Linked DNA regions of Hordeum vulgare: region 2 is linked to region 1. A link is a contact called in public Hi-C data. All regions are on one chromosome and are shown on one strand. Each heading gives the region's core, a stretch centred on a gene start, on an enhancer-like site or on the middle of the called end of the contact. The rest is flanking DNA. Distances are from core to core; before and after follow the strand shown. Region 1 holds the start of LOC123406928. Region 2 holds the start of LOC123408438 (probable glutathione S-transferase DHAR2, chloroplastic).

What was found. Hi-C and Micro-C count contacts between places; a contact is called where the count stands out from the background.
Region 2: a contact with region 1 is called in a Hi-C map of leaf, with 2.7 times the contacts expected there. The contact joins the promoter of LOC123408438 here to the promoter of LOC123406928 in region 1. A contact is called at or near these places in 3 of 6 Hi-C or Micro-C datasets (leaf, seedling and an unstated tissue) and 1 of 1 datasets of contacts at active chromatin or transcription factors (embryo).

What each region holds. Positions count from the first base shown.
Region 1 is chr7H:95,205,846-95,212,138 of MorexV3_pseudomolecules_assembly, reverse strand. It overlaps LOC123406928, which reads left to right and starts at 3,411. Exons shown (of 2, transcript XM_045099943.1): 1 at 3,411-4,527; 2 at 5,855-6,241. The coding sequence starts at 3,541. The coding sequence ends at 5,974. LOC123406926 (probable serine/threonine-protein kinase SIS8) reads left to right here. Exons shown (of 13, transcript XM_045099942.1): 13 at 1,395-2,236. The coding sequence ends at 1,509.
Region 2 is chr7H:95,942,548-95,948,840 of MorexV3_pseudomolecules_assembly, reverse strand. It overlaps LOC123408438 (probable glutathione S-transferase DHAR2, chloroplastic), which reads left to right and starts at 3,199. Exons shown (of 8, transcript XR_006612750.1): 1 at 3,199-3,563; 2 at 4,615-4,705; 3 at 4,812-4,955; 4 at 5,451-5,568.

The DNA of each region.
Region 1 (6,293 bases), core at 2,162-4,661:
AACCAATGAAGGCCAAACCTTGGTTTTTCGACCTGAAAGTCATGACTCGGCACCCCAAGGAGCACCACTGAAGATGAAGTCCTCCACTGTTGCCGCCCCACAAATCATTGCTGCTCCTGGGATTCATCTAACACCTGGTTGTCTCCATCGCTTCCAAGACTCCGTCCGTGTAACTGATCCATCGATCTTGGCCATCATGACCTTGTCCACTGCTGTCTTTACCATGAAAATCGAGAAGCTGACATGTCCCAAGGTGCCATCAGTCAACAGAGCTTCGCGCCACGCCCTCAGAACCTCGTAGGCTGATATGGACGTACACGACCGGAAACTAACTGATCCAGATATCGTGAGCAAATTCTCTGATGGCCGTTGGAACACGTCGATGGCCAGATCGAGGAGGACCGATCAAGCAGGACATTGCCGTGATGCGAGAAAGCACGAGGACCACAACCAGGACTAGATGACGGATCATCAGATCCGCCAAACCAGCCACAAACCGGCCGACCACCTCCAGCGGAGGAGGAAATCACCACCACCATAACCCTTGTGATGCGCGACAGAACCGGGAAACCTCCACGAACTGTCGCCGCAGCCAATGATAGAAAGCAGTTCATGATGGCAGCAGCCTGCCTTTGTGAGGATCGAGCCCACGCCGCCACCTCCTGCCTTCCCCGCCGACTGCAACAGGCCTCCTGACGCTTCGCGTCCGCCGCTGCCCACCATCACCACCACAAAGGACCCAGATCAGGCTGCCGCCGCCTTAGATCCTGGACGTTAGAGGAGGTCCGCCGCCGCCGCACCCTGGGCCGTTGCCCGGCGACGTTGTCGCCGGCGGCGGAGGGAGGGAAGGCACGGTAGGTCGAGAGGGAGGCCAGTGGTGGCCGCCCGGTGCGGCGGCCGCACGGGGTCGGGAGGGTTTTCTCGGTTGAGTGGGTAAGTCAGTTGGATAGATTAGTCGTTGCTAATACTGGTCTTGCAGCCTCTACGCATCGCCAATCTGAATGGTGTTCATACCTGAAATAGTAACTTAGTACTCCCTCTGTGAAGAAATATAAGACTTAATAGATCAGTATAAAGTACTCCCTCCGTCCGGAAATACTTGTCTTAGAAATGAATAAAATGGATGTATCTATAACTAAAATAAGTCTGGATACATGCATTTCTAGGACAAGTATTTTCAGACGGAGGGAGTAGTTAGTATAACAACATACACATGTTACTATCTGATGACCAATACTAAAACAACAGGCTATCATAGCCATGCTTAAAGTTGAAAGAGAAAGCGGTAGTTACATGATTCTTTTCTTCTCTGCCTTTATCAGTTTTACATCTCCAACTGTACTTACAGATATGCTTAGGGTCTGAATTCTGTTTTGTATTTTGTCTGATTGTAGAGACCCAAAGACGCGTCCATCATTTTCAGAGATCATGGCTGCCTTAAAACGAGTATTGAAAAAATTGTCTGCCAACCAACCACGAAGACAGCGAATACAGGAAACAGATGACTAAGAAAAACCAGAGATCAACATCAGCTGATAACAGAAACCAAAAAGGATGCATTGGTTTTTCCTGCCGTCCGCCAGCTGTCCATCTGTAACTATACCATTCTTTGTATAGCTCCAACAAATGCTTGCCAATGGTGGAAAAGGTGTGATTTTGGTCGTTTTACCCTTCAAAGACAGCTGTAAATTTTCCAGTGAAGCTGGCAGAAATCTGTCGAGCATTACTGCTTCAGTCCATCTATCGGGTGGAAGACAATCCAAAAAATAAACACATCCATCAAGCAAAGGAAAAAGAAGAAAGAAAGTTCCTGGACAGTTACTGCACAATGTGATGTTGGGCAATGTCATAACGGAGTGAGACTTCAGAGTCGGCGTGTCAGGTAGAATGGGATCCTCCCTTGTTTAGTTATGTCTTTAGTTTCCAGCCAAAGTTGGATGATTCATGTTTATTCAACAGAAAGATGCTATTGATACGTTCACCTTGAGCATCAAGAGGCACCGTCGCCAGGGCCTTGTGTATATCACACTATGGCAAATTTGTCCGAATTGGCAGTTAGATTTCCAAAGAGAAATCTGCTGTTTGTGCTAAAACCACTATTCTTTACAGCAGCAGTGTTGACGCTTTTTTTCTTCTTTTTTTCTTTTTGCTGTAACAAGTGTACAAAAATGTCCCATAGAGTAGGGTGCTAATTGACAATTTGGTGCAAAATGAACTGTATGCATTTACCCCTGAAGTTAGGTGTCAAGGAAGAGTGGAACAAGTTCCCACAATTCCATGTCTTCCATATATGCCCATATTTACCTTGTCTATAATACTCGTGCTCAGGTAGTTGAGTTGATCCTGGAGTCGTTGTCAGGTCATGCCATTATCATGATTTATGGTGGAAACCGTGAGAAAGAAAATGTCCCATTCGACATAGCAGATTGTTCTTTTTGATAAAAATACACTTCTACTCCCTCTGTTTCTAAATATAAGTCTTTAAAGAGGTTTCATTAATGGACTATATACGGATGCATATAGACATACTTTAGATTATAGATTCACTCATTTTGCTTTGTATGTAGACTTCTAGTGAAATATCTTAAAAGACCTATATTTAGGAAGGGAGACAGTATTAGTTTTCTAGCTGCATTGTAGTTAGAAATGTTTAAGCCCACCTAGGTAATAGCACGACATATAAAGGAAACGGTAAGTTATTGCCCTGATGTTCACTGCGGTGGCATGGCGAAATGAACGTTTTTCCTATGACAATTTATATTGTTGCAAGGATAACAATTTTAGTTGGCTTCCCCTTTGCCATGCAAATCGTTTACAATTGGCGTGGCCCAATGAACTTTGGCTGGCTAAGTCGGTCCTAAAGGGAAAAATAGTAAACATCATGCATAGATAGATAAGAAGATTACGTTTTGCGGAGAAGGTGGGGAGTAGACCATCAGCACTACAATCTCTTGGCGATGAATGACAGACAGCTGATCGTTTAGCATGGAGCATGCGATCGTCTGTTCGACTCTGATCAACTCCAAGAGTGTGCACGTTGGTACATTGGTCCTGTAAATGCTCACGTACCATTTCGGCGAGTCGTGTGTGACGGTAAACACACACGACAGTCACCTTATCCTTATTACCCGGTGCGCGGTCACATGATTTTGGGTGACGCGGTCACCCAGGCCAGGGCAGCCGAACGTGCCGTTTTCACCCGTCGCGACCGGCCAGATCCGGTCGCGACGGGAAACCACCCATCCACTCCCCCGGTGCCGCGCGTCCAGCGTGCCCTGTCGGCCGCGGCCGTCCTCCCGAGAACACCTCACCCGTCGTCCCGGTCACTCAGCCCCACCGCCCAGCCACTCACCACGTGCACCCCGCGACTCCCACAGATCTCGCGTCCACCCCCACACGTCGCCTACGCGCTAATAATCGATCGCACCGCAGCATAACCACGCGCGCCCTCTGGACTCCACACACCAGACACCACTCCTGCCTGCCGTCTCGCGCCCCTCTCCCGATCTCCCCGCCGATCCCACCACCAACGCAGCAGCCATGGCGACCGCCTACAACCTGAGGTCCCGCGACGAGCCGGACGACTTCGACGAGTTCGACTCCACGCCCTACGGCGGCGGCTACGACCTCTTCGTCACCTTCGGCCGCCCGCTCCCGCCCTCCGACGAGACCTGCTACCCCTGCTCCGCCCCCTCCACCTCCTACGACGCGCCCCACTACGCCGCCGAGGAGCCCTCCCCCTACGCCCACCACCAGAAGCCGCAGCCCGCCTACGGCTTCCGCCCCCAGAACGAGCAGCAGCAGCAGCAGCAGCAGCCCTCCTACGGCGACTCCGGCTACGGATCCAAGCCCAAGCCCCAGCCCGCGTACGGCTTCCGCCCCCAGGGGGAGGAGGAGCAGCAGCGCCCGTCCTACGGCGGCGGTGGGGAGGTCGACGACTCCGGCTACGGATCCAAGCCGCAGCCCGCCTACGGCTTCCGCCCCCAGCAGGAGGAGCAGCCGTCCTACGGCTCCGGCTACGGGTCCAAGCCCCAGCGCTCCGAGGAGGACACCTACGGATCCGGCTACGGCCGGAAGCCGCAGCAGGAGGAGGCCGCCTACGGGTCCGGGTACGGGAGGAAGCCGCAGGCCGAGGAGAGCTACGGATCTGGGTACGGGAACACGACGCAGCAGGAGGAGGGCTACGGCTCCGGCTACGGGTCCAAGCCGCAGGTGGAGCAGACCTACGGCGGGTCGGGGTATGGCGCTGGCTACGGAAGGAAGCCGCAGGTGGAGGAGAGCTATGGATCGGGCTACGGAAGCAGGCCTCAGGGGGGAGAGGAGTACGGTAGCGCTGGGTACGGCGGGAGGAAGACCGAGGAGGAGGGCTATGGTGGTTCTGGGTATGGATCTGGGAGGAAGGTGCAGGAGGAGGATGGAGGCGCCTATGGCTCTGGTGGGTACCAGAAGCCCAAGCCCTATGGAGAGGAGACCCAGGGTTCATACGGTGGTGGGTACGGCGGGGGGAACTATGGCCGCAAGAAGCAGGTGAGCTCCTGCCCGTTTCCCTTTACTGTTTTGAGCATATGTATATGATTTCGTTACAGTTAACTTGTTTAGTTTAGTGAATGGTCAAGGAAAGTTTACACGCTTATCATTTGTGAGTGTGGTTGCATTATGTCTTGCGGTACGAGGGTGGTGATGGAATGGATACAACCATTTTTTGCCATTCAACTATATGTTATAGCTGATAACAGTTCATAGAGTTAGCATGCCAATGCACAATTTAGAACTCGTGCTTTGTGCGTCGTCAAAATTGAGTTGGTGGTATAGTAGATTTAAACGCAGAAATGTGGAAGTGTTTATCTCGATACTATTTCAGATCGTCATGTTATCATAAACAGTTTTTTCCAGCCTCCATTGAATCGCTTAGTTCACTGTGAAACCTTTTTCTGTTTCCCATTACTCAATAGGACTGTTTACCTTTAAAAAGGGCAGCCCGGTGCATGTAGCTCCCGCTTGCGCAGGGTCCGACCACTTTAGGTCTATAGTACGCAGCCTTTCCCTACAAAATATATGGTGTTTCTACTAAAAAATGAGTTTGATGGTACTAATCAATTGTATGTAGTTTTTAAGTTTGAGCAACACTGAGCGACTAAATATATGGTGTTTCTTTTGATCACTTGACAGTGCTGAACTGCTGATTGACTCTATGTGGCACTTCTTTGCTGTGCAAATTCATCATTTGCTTAAATACTCTTAGGTTGTAGTTTAGCCTGGTATATGCCATAGTTTTCATAGAAGAATTTGTTTGTCAGAACAGTGTAGCTAAACAAATAATTGAAAATCACATTAATGGTTGTTTGTCTAGATTGAACACCCAACTTTAAGAATGCAGTCTTACGACCCATCTACAGCTGCTATATTGTAATGCAGTCTTACGACCCATCTACAGCTGCTATATTGTAATGCAGTCTTACGACCCATCTACAGCTGCTATATTGTACACTTGATAACCTGTCACCTGTTTACAATTTAAGCTAAATAAAGTGTGCGAAAACCCACACCAGCAGGATTATATTTCCTCTATACTCTTGTATCGTTTGCATTTTTTGCTTATACCACCTATTTGCTGTATATTTTTCCTTTTTTGGTCAGGCAAGAGTCATTCTAGTGCCCTTCTTGAAGCAAACAAATACTCCCTCCGTCCGGAAATACTTGTCATAAGAATTGAGATACATCTAATTTTACCTATTTGTGCGACAAGTAATTCCGGACGGAGGGAGTATTATTCTCCCTGTAGAAGTAATCTACAGTATCTGCCAAACTAGATCTTTCTCATCATGTTCAAATATTTCCTGCTGCTTCTTTACAGGATGACGACTCTGATGATGAGAAGAAGAACCGTTACGCGAAGCGCGATGAGTCTGATGATGAGAAGAAGGAACGTTACGAGAAGCACCACCACCACCGCCGTCACAACTACGACGACTAAGCATCCAGCATGGTCTTGACCTGCTGTCATCGCCCCCACATCTCGCTACTACACGAATAAAGATGGTCTTGTCTCCCTTGTTGGTGCTGGATCATTGCCCTCTTTTATGAACCTGTATGACTGCAACCTAAAGTGTGCTATGTGGGTGGCTTATATGTTTGAATTATCTCCGACGTTGTCTGTGTGCTTGTGGTGATGTGCTTTATGTACTTGGTGCGCTGTACACTTGTCAGATTACTGTGTTTGAAACTGGGTTCTGCTTCCTTATTTGATCTTTGCCGCTCTTTCTGGGGATGATTGGTTGTCGACTCCGTGCTGT
Region 2 (6,293 bases), core at 1,950-4,449, 740 kb before region 1:
TCGGGGGAATTTACTTGCCCATCCTATATTGCAGACTACCCGATCAAGATGCTCTCGTGTTTCATCTTTACTCCAAGTAAAAGGATCCCCAATATAACCTAAGTCCTCCAAACCGCAACCTATAAGGCATTCACGGAAATCCCTCATCATTACATTTGGTCTTGAGTTACCACTCTCTTTTTCCTAGGGATATAAAATTTCGTTAAAATCGTCCATAACCACCAAAGGGTATTCCCCTTTGCTATGCAGGTTGCGAATATCATCCCATGAGAATTTGCGTCCCATGAGAATTTGCATTCAGCCCAGTTTGGATAACCATAAAAGCCTATGAATCGCCACTGTGTCGTCGTGCATAAACAAAATATTAATAAAATGAGACGAAGCATAGCTCAACACAATTTTATTCATACTTTGATAAAACAGAACAAGGCCACCGGCTCGACCATCACTTTCCACACAAATAAAGAGCAGTACAGTTGTAACCCAATAGCTTGCTCGGGTAATATGTTGGTGGGACGCGACCCATTACTACTTTATCTAAAAAAGCTAGGCTTGGACCGGACCTCTCACTTCCCTTGCTGGATCGCCTTGCCCGCACGCTGGCTCTTTAGCTAAAAAAAGCTACTGGTTCATGTTCAAAATAGCAATAAATTGAAAGAACCATAATTTGTTTGTCTGATTTTTTAAATGTCAATGAACTTGAAAATATGTGCACTAATTATAAATAAATGTTTATGAATTACATGTGTTCCTAAATTTTAAATAATCTTCATGAATTTGATAAAAAGTTCACGAATATGAAAATTACTCACAAACTAAAAGAGAGGTTCTATAAAAATCACAATTTTTAAAAGGAATTATTCAATTTGAAAAATGTTCTTGATTTTTGTCTTGAAAAAACTGAAAATACGGACAATAGGAGTAAAAACATGTCGTGCACCAATAGAATTTTACAAAGAAATTGACCCAAACTGCTGGGGGGGGGGGGGGGGGAGGGTCCTCCCGCCATATTATCAATGCAGAGTGAGCGGTCGTCGCGGGCACCACACCACGCGGTACTCACACGCCCATGCGACATTGGCCTAGCACAACGAGCACAAGCAGAGACGGCGAGACAAATGCACACCTTTTTTTATTCCAGCCAATTTACTTGCAATTAAAAAATCAGGAATACAAAAGATTGGTTTAACTTTTAAAATCTTCATGAATTTTAAGAAAATCACGAAATTCAAAACCATTGATGAATAATACAAATTCCAAATATGTTCATGAATTTGAAAAAAGGTTCATAAATGAAAAAAATCTACAAAAATTAGAAAATTGTTTATTTTAAGAACTTTACGAATTAATAGATGCTTTTGGAAATGTTCCTGAAATTTAAAATTATATTTTGTAATGTAAAACATGTTCATGTGTTTGAAAGAATGTTAGCAAATTTAAAAACCATTCACGAAACTCAAAATATGTCATGAGATCCAAGAATTATTCACCAATTGAAATAATATTGACGAATTCAAAACCATCGCGAAACTAAAAAGATTGACGAATGCAAAAAATGAGAATACAAAAGATATTCTCCAAATTCAAACAATCTTTATGAAACTAACAATGGAAAAAATAAAACAAAAATCTGCAAAAGAATTAAGAAAACTGAATGAGAACCTCGTGGAACCTTCCTAAAACCACTCCAAGGGAAAACACTTGAAGATAGTTGATGGGCCAGGCCACAAACGAGCGTGCCTGAGAAGCACATTAGGACATGTATAATGGTTGGTAAGACAATTTTACCTTAAGATTTGCATGTAATTTAGAAATGACAATGAAAACATGTCTATGATGGGTTATTTCTTAGGATCCTCTACAATAACTAGATATTCCTAAAAACGTGGTAAGACATATTGTGCTAAGAGATGATCTCTTAAATAAGAGAAGGCAAGTTTGTTCTTACAAATTTTCTCTCTTCTTCACCTCAGCATTTATCCTACATGGTATTTCTAAAATAACATCATTGTACATGCCCTTACTAACAACGGGCAACACATATCATTTCTGACACGGAGTAACAATGACTGTCCCTCTGAAAAGATCACATCATTCGAAATGCCCATGATAAAACGCCGAATAGGCTAGGGCAGCAGCAAGGTGTGCTTACCTCACCAATAATAAAAAAAACGCACACAACATACACACAAAACGGGTGGAAAATTCACAAATACCTATTTGACGCATTGCATGACAAACAATCGGTGCTTCACAAAGGCGAACGACAGAGTGAGCGAGAAATGGGCTGACCAATTCAGCAGCCAGGTGCTATAAAAAATCTTGCTTTGAGAAACATTCGAGAGGGTCCCTGTCTGGGTTTTACATGTTTAGGAACCTTCTAGAAGGTTATGTTTCAATTTTATAATTTCACTTTTTCCATTTTTTATTAAAAAGATCATAATTTTCAAGAAAAAAATGGATTTCCTTTCCACAAAATGCTCCTTTTTAATAAGAAATTTGATATTTCTTTAAAATATTTATTTTTCTAAAGAGCTGTCTTGTTTTAAAAAACAGAGTATTTTTTAGCGAAATTTCAATTTATAAAATTGTTTATGTTTCAAAAAAATATTTCTGTTTCTGAAATAACTATTTTGGGCTTTTTAAAAAATGCTAGAGTTTTAATTAGTGTTCACTTTTTTCAGGAAGTGTTCTCATTAAAAGAATAGATATTCACTAAAGTGAACTGGCTCGCTACGGTGCACATGTTGGTCGCAAGTACTCCCAGTATTGGGGAGCTCTGACTTGTACTGCGCATATTGTCAGGAGAGTGCACAGCGGCCGCCCGAATAGTACAGCCCACTGGCGCTCGAGCGAAGCGAGCTTGCGTATGAATCGACCAAGCACCGGAGGGAATTAGGGAATTTGCTACAACAGTGAAAATTGTTCGTAATTTGAACTCACGACAAGAGAAAACCCGAATGAACAAAAAAAAATGCACATAACTCCGAAGTTATGACTATAGTTGCATATGGAGTGAGCTACTTATCACCACAAGAGAAGGTCGAAGTGACTTCTACAAGGGGTACGCTTGAACACTTAACGTGTGATTAAAAAAACAACCAAGAAGGCAAGAAGGCTTAAATGGTGACTGAGAAAGGCTTAAATGGACCCAAGAAGGCCTAATGGGCTCCAAATGCTTCACGCCTTGCACAGGAAACCCGCGACGAGAAGCCTCTGGACACGGAGACGCACCGGAATCCGAAGGAAGCGCACGTACCACGCTCGCCGAGATAAGCTTCCTGCCGCCTCCACCTTTCCACCCACAGCTCGCCGCCGCCTGACACCGGAGACCACCCTCGAAGACCTACTCATGGCTGTCCTGCTCCGCACCACCAGCTGCGCCGCCGCCACGACCGCCGGCTCCTCCTCGACCCTCCTCGCCACAACCTTCCGCCGCGACCGCCGCCTCCTCCCGTCCCGCGCTTCGCCGGCGCGCCGTGCCTTCACTACCCGCGCCTCGGCCGAACCGCTGGAGGTTTGCGCCAAGGCCTCCATCACCGTCCCCGACCGCCTCGGCGATTGTGAGCTCTCTCTCTATATATCTGAGCCCCCGCTTGCTCGATTTGTTTCTGTCATATGCATTGGAAATGCAAGGGACTGGGCGTATTAGTAATGTATAGGATTGTTTATGGCATATCCGTTATTTTTGCTCTGCCTTTGGTCTGGGCAGAAGTATACTTAGCTGTGCAAAAGAAGTGGGGAAAACTGCAGGTAAGAGCATCAGATATTTGATGGTTTGAAGCTTAGTGGCACATGGAGCAAAGGAGATATCAGAGTCAGCGAAGTGGTTTTAGTTTTTACAGCGCATAGTTGGGGCTGAACCAGATTTGACAAACGGCATTCGGGTTTGTGTGATTCTTTGAGTTATCATCTCTGTGTTCTGGGTGTCAAATACTTGTCCATAAGATATATATGTAAACATAATTGGTTACCCCAATGCACTATAGAAGATTGACTCGTCTTTTCTTGGTAATTCTTCATCTTCACGAGTTGTCTTGAATTTTTTGAGAATGTTGATGATGACTCTGGTACTATATTGCTAGTTTGACAGACTAAGAATTCCATTTAGTCCACCATTTCAGTTTTTCCTCAGTTTAAGAGTCTATTATGCAGAGTAATCTTAGCATTTTTTTTCAAATAATTTGTCTATGTCATTTAAGATGACCGGGCTTCATAATGGACTAGAGACCAATCAAACTCTGTTTACATCAATACGTAAATGCGCCGAGAACCGAAGATTGTGTGGGTTGTAAGAGATGCACATTTCACTTGATTAGAGTAATAAGAATACCACATTGTTTTTTTCTTGTCAGTAATCACTTTTTTAAATAGAAGTATTCATCCTGCAAGTTAGTGATGGCCATCTATATTGGTGTCTGAAATTTTACAAAAGGACAACAACATGTGGGCAGCAGTGTATTCCTAGAATCCAAGAGCATGAACTACCGTCTTCTGTGATATTGGGAGTGCAATGCCCCAACTGATAAATTTGACTGCATTGCATATTTATCACTTTGACAATCGATTGTTTAAACATTTTTATTCTGTGTTAAATTTACATGTTGGTTGCAGGTCCTTTCACGCAGAGAGTTTTGTTGACGATAGAGGAGAAAAACCTGCCTTATGAATTAAAACTAGTTGATCTTGCTAACAAACCAGATTGGTAAGCATCTGGATGAGAAAACTAACCTTTTGAAATTCATATTATTAGTGGCTGTTACTTTTGTTGATAGTTCCATTGTCATCATCTTTTTTTGGCACTTCATTAGGTTATTTACCATTAACCCAGAAGGTAAGGTGCCTATTGTCAAGCTCGAGGACAAATGGGTTGCTGATTCTGATGTTATAACACAAGTGTTAGAAGAAAAGTATCCTCAACCATCCTTGGCAACTCCACCAGAAAAGGCTTCAATGTAAGTGGTATTTCCGGTGCCTTTGTCAATAGTATTACATGAAATTAGAATTGTTACATGCACATCCCTTATATGATTATATCTCTATGTTGTCAACAATTGTAGCTTTAGCTTATGGCCCTTTTTTTGTTACTTTTGGTTATGGATTTTTTCCCCTTTACTATAAGGCATTTGGGTTGGTGTAATGCCTCGACCAAACCCACCGGTTCACCCATCGGTTCCTGGCCATTGCGCCTGGGATCTAGACTGGCCCCACACACCAACACTTTCTTGCGCGCTTTGTCCTCATTCGTGCGCACCCGGGATCAGCTTCCGGGTCGGGCACCCATCCTCAAATTGCTCCAAGCTGAGCACGCTTAAGTTTGAGGTTCCTTCTGCATGGGCTCCTGGAAAAGAAGGTGCACCTTGTTGATATGAGTAGTCTACCATTCCTCTTAAGCCAGGATGTCACAGTTGGTACTGCCATCCTAACAATTTGCACAATTTTTTTTCCAGAGGGTCAAAAATATTCTCCACATTCATTGGCTTTCTCAAGAGCAAAGATACCAATGATGGAACAGAGCAGACACTACTCAGTGAGCTGACTTCTTTTGATAGCTATCTAAAAGACAATGTAAGTGTGCTTGGTGGTAATATCAATGTCTCAGGAGATAGTATGACCAATATAAGTTTGACGAGAATAGTTACTTCTGCAATGTTGTAGCTCTATCTGCTTTCCATATCTGTACAGTGATATAAATAAAATGTGGAGTGTCACAGTTTTATCCATCTGTGTGCCTTACATGCCATCGGTTTTTGCAAACACAAAAACAAATGCAAAATAAGTACTTCCTACAATAGTTGGGAAAAAGTATGGAATATCAAAACGGGCTAGGGCTCATATGCTCCTAAGTGAACACTAAAATCGAAAGAAAAGTAAAAAAAAGGGGAAAATCCAGTTCTTTTTACAATCAACATGAATGTATCTTCTAACTACATGCAATATTTTGTGAAGAAAAGACATGTGTGGAGGTCTGGGCAAAATAAATTAAAAATCAGGAGCATATGATTTCAGATTGTTTTTTTTTTAACTATTTTTTCCTATTTGCTGTTCACACTGAGCATATGAGCCCCGAGCAAACGTCTCCCCTGGAAGAAGTAGAGCTGTATATTATTGCATTTATAGGACTGAATAGGGGAACTGTAAACTCACATTAGAATTGTACTTAGGTTTATACTCCCTCCGTCCTAAAATAAGTGTCTCAAGGTTAGTACAATTTTGTATTAGAGCTAGTACAAAGTTGAGACACTTATTTTGGGACGGAGGTAGTATATGATATGTGTAGTACGCACGAATGT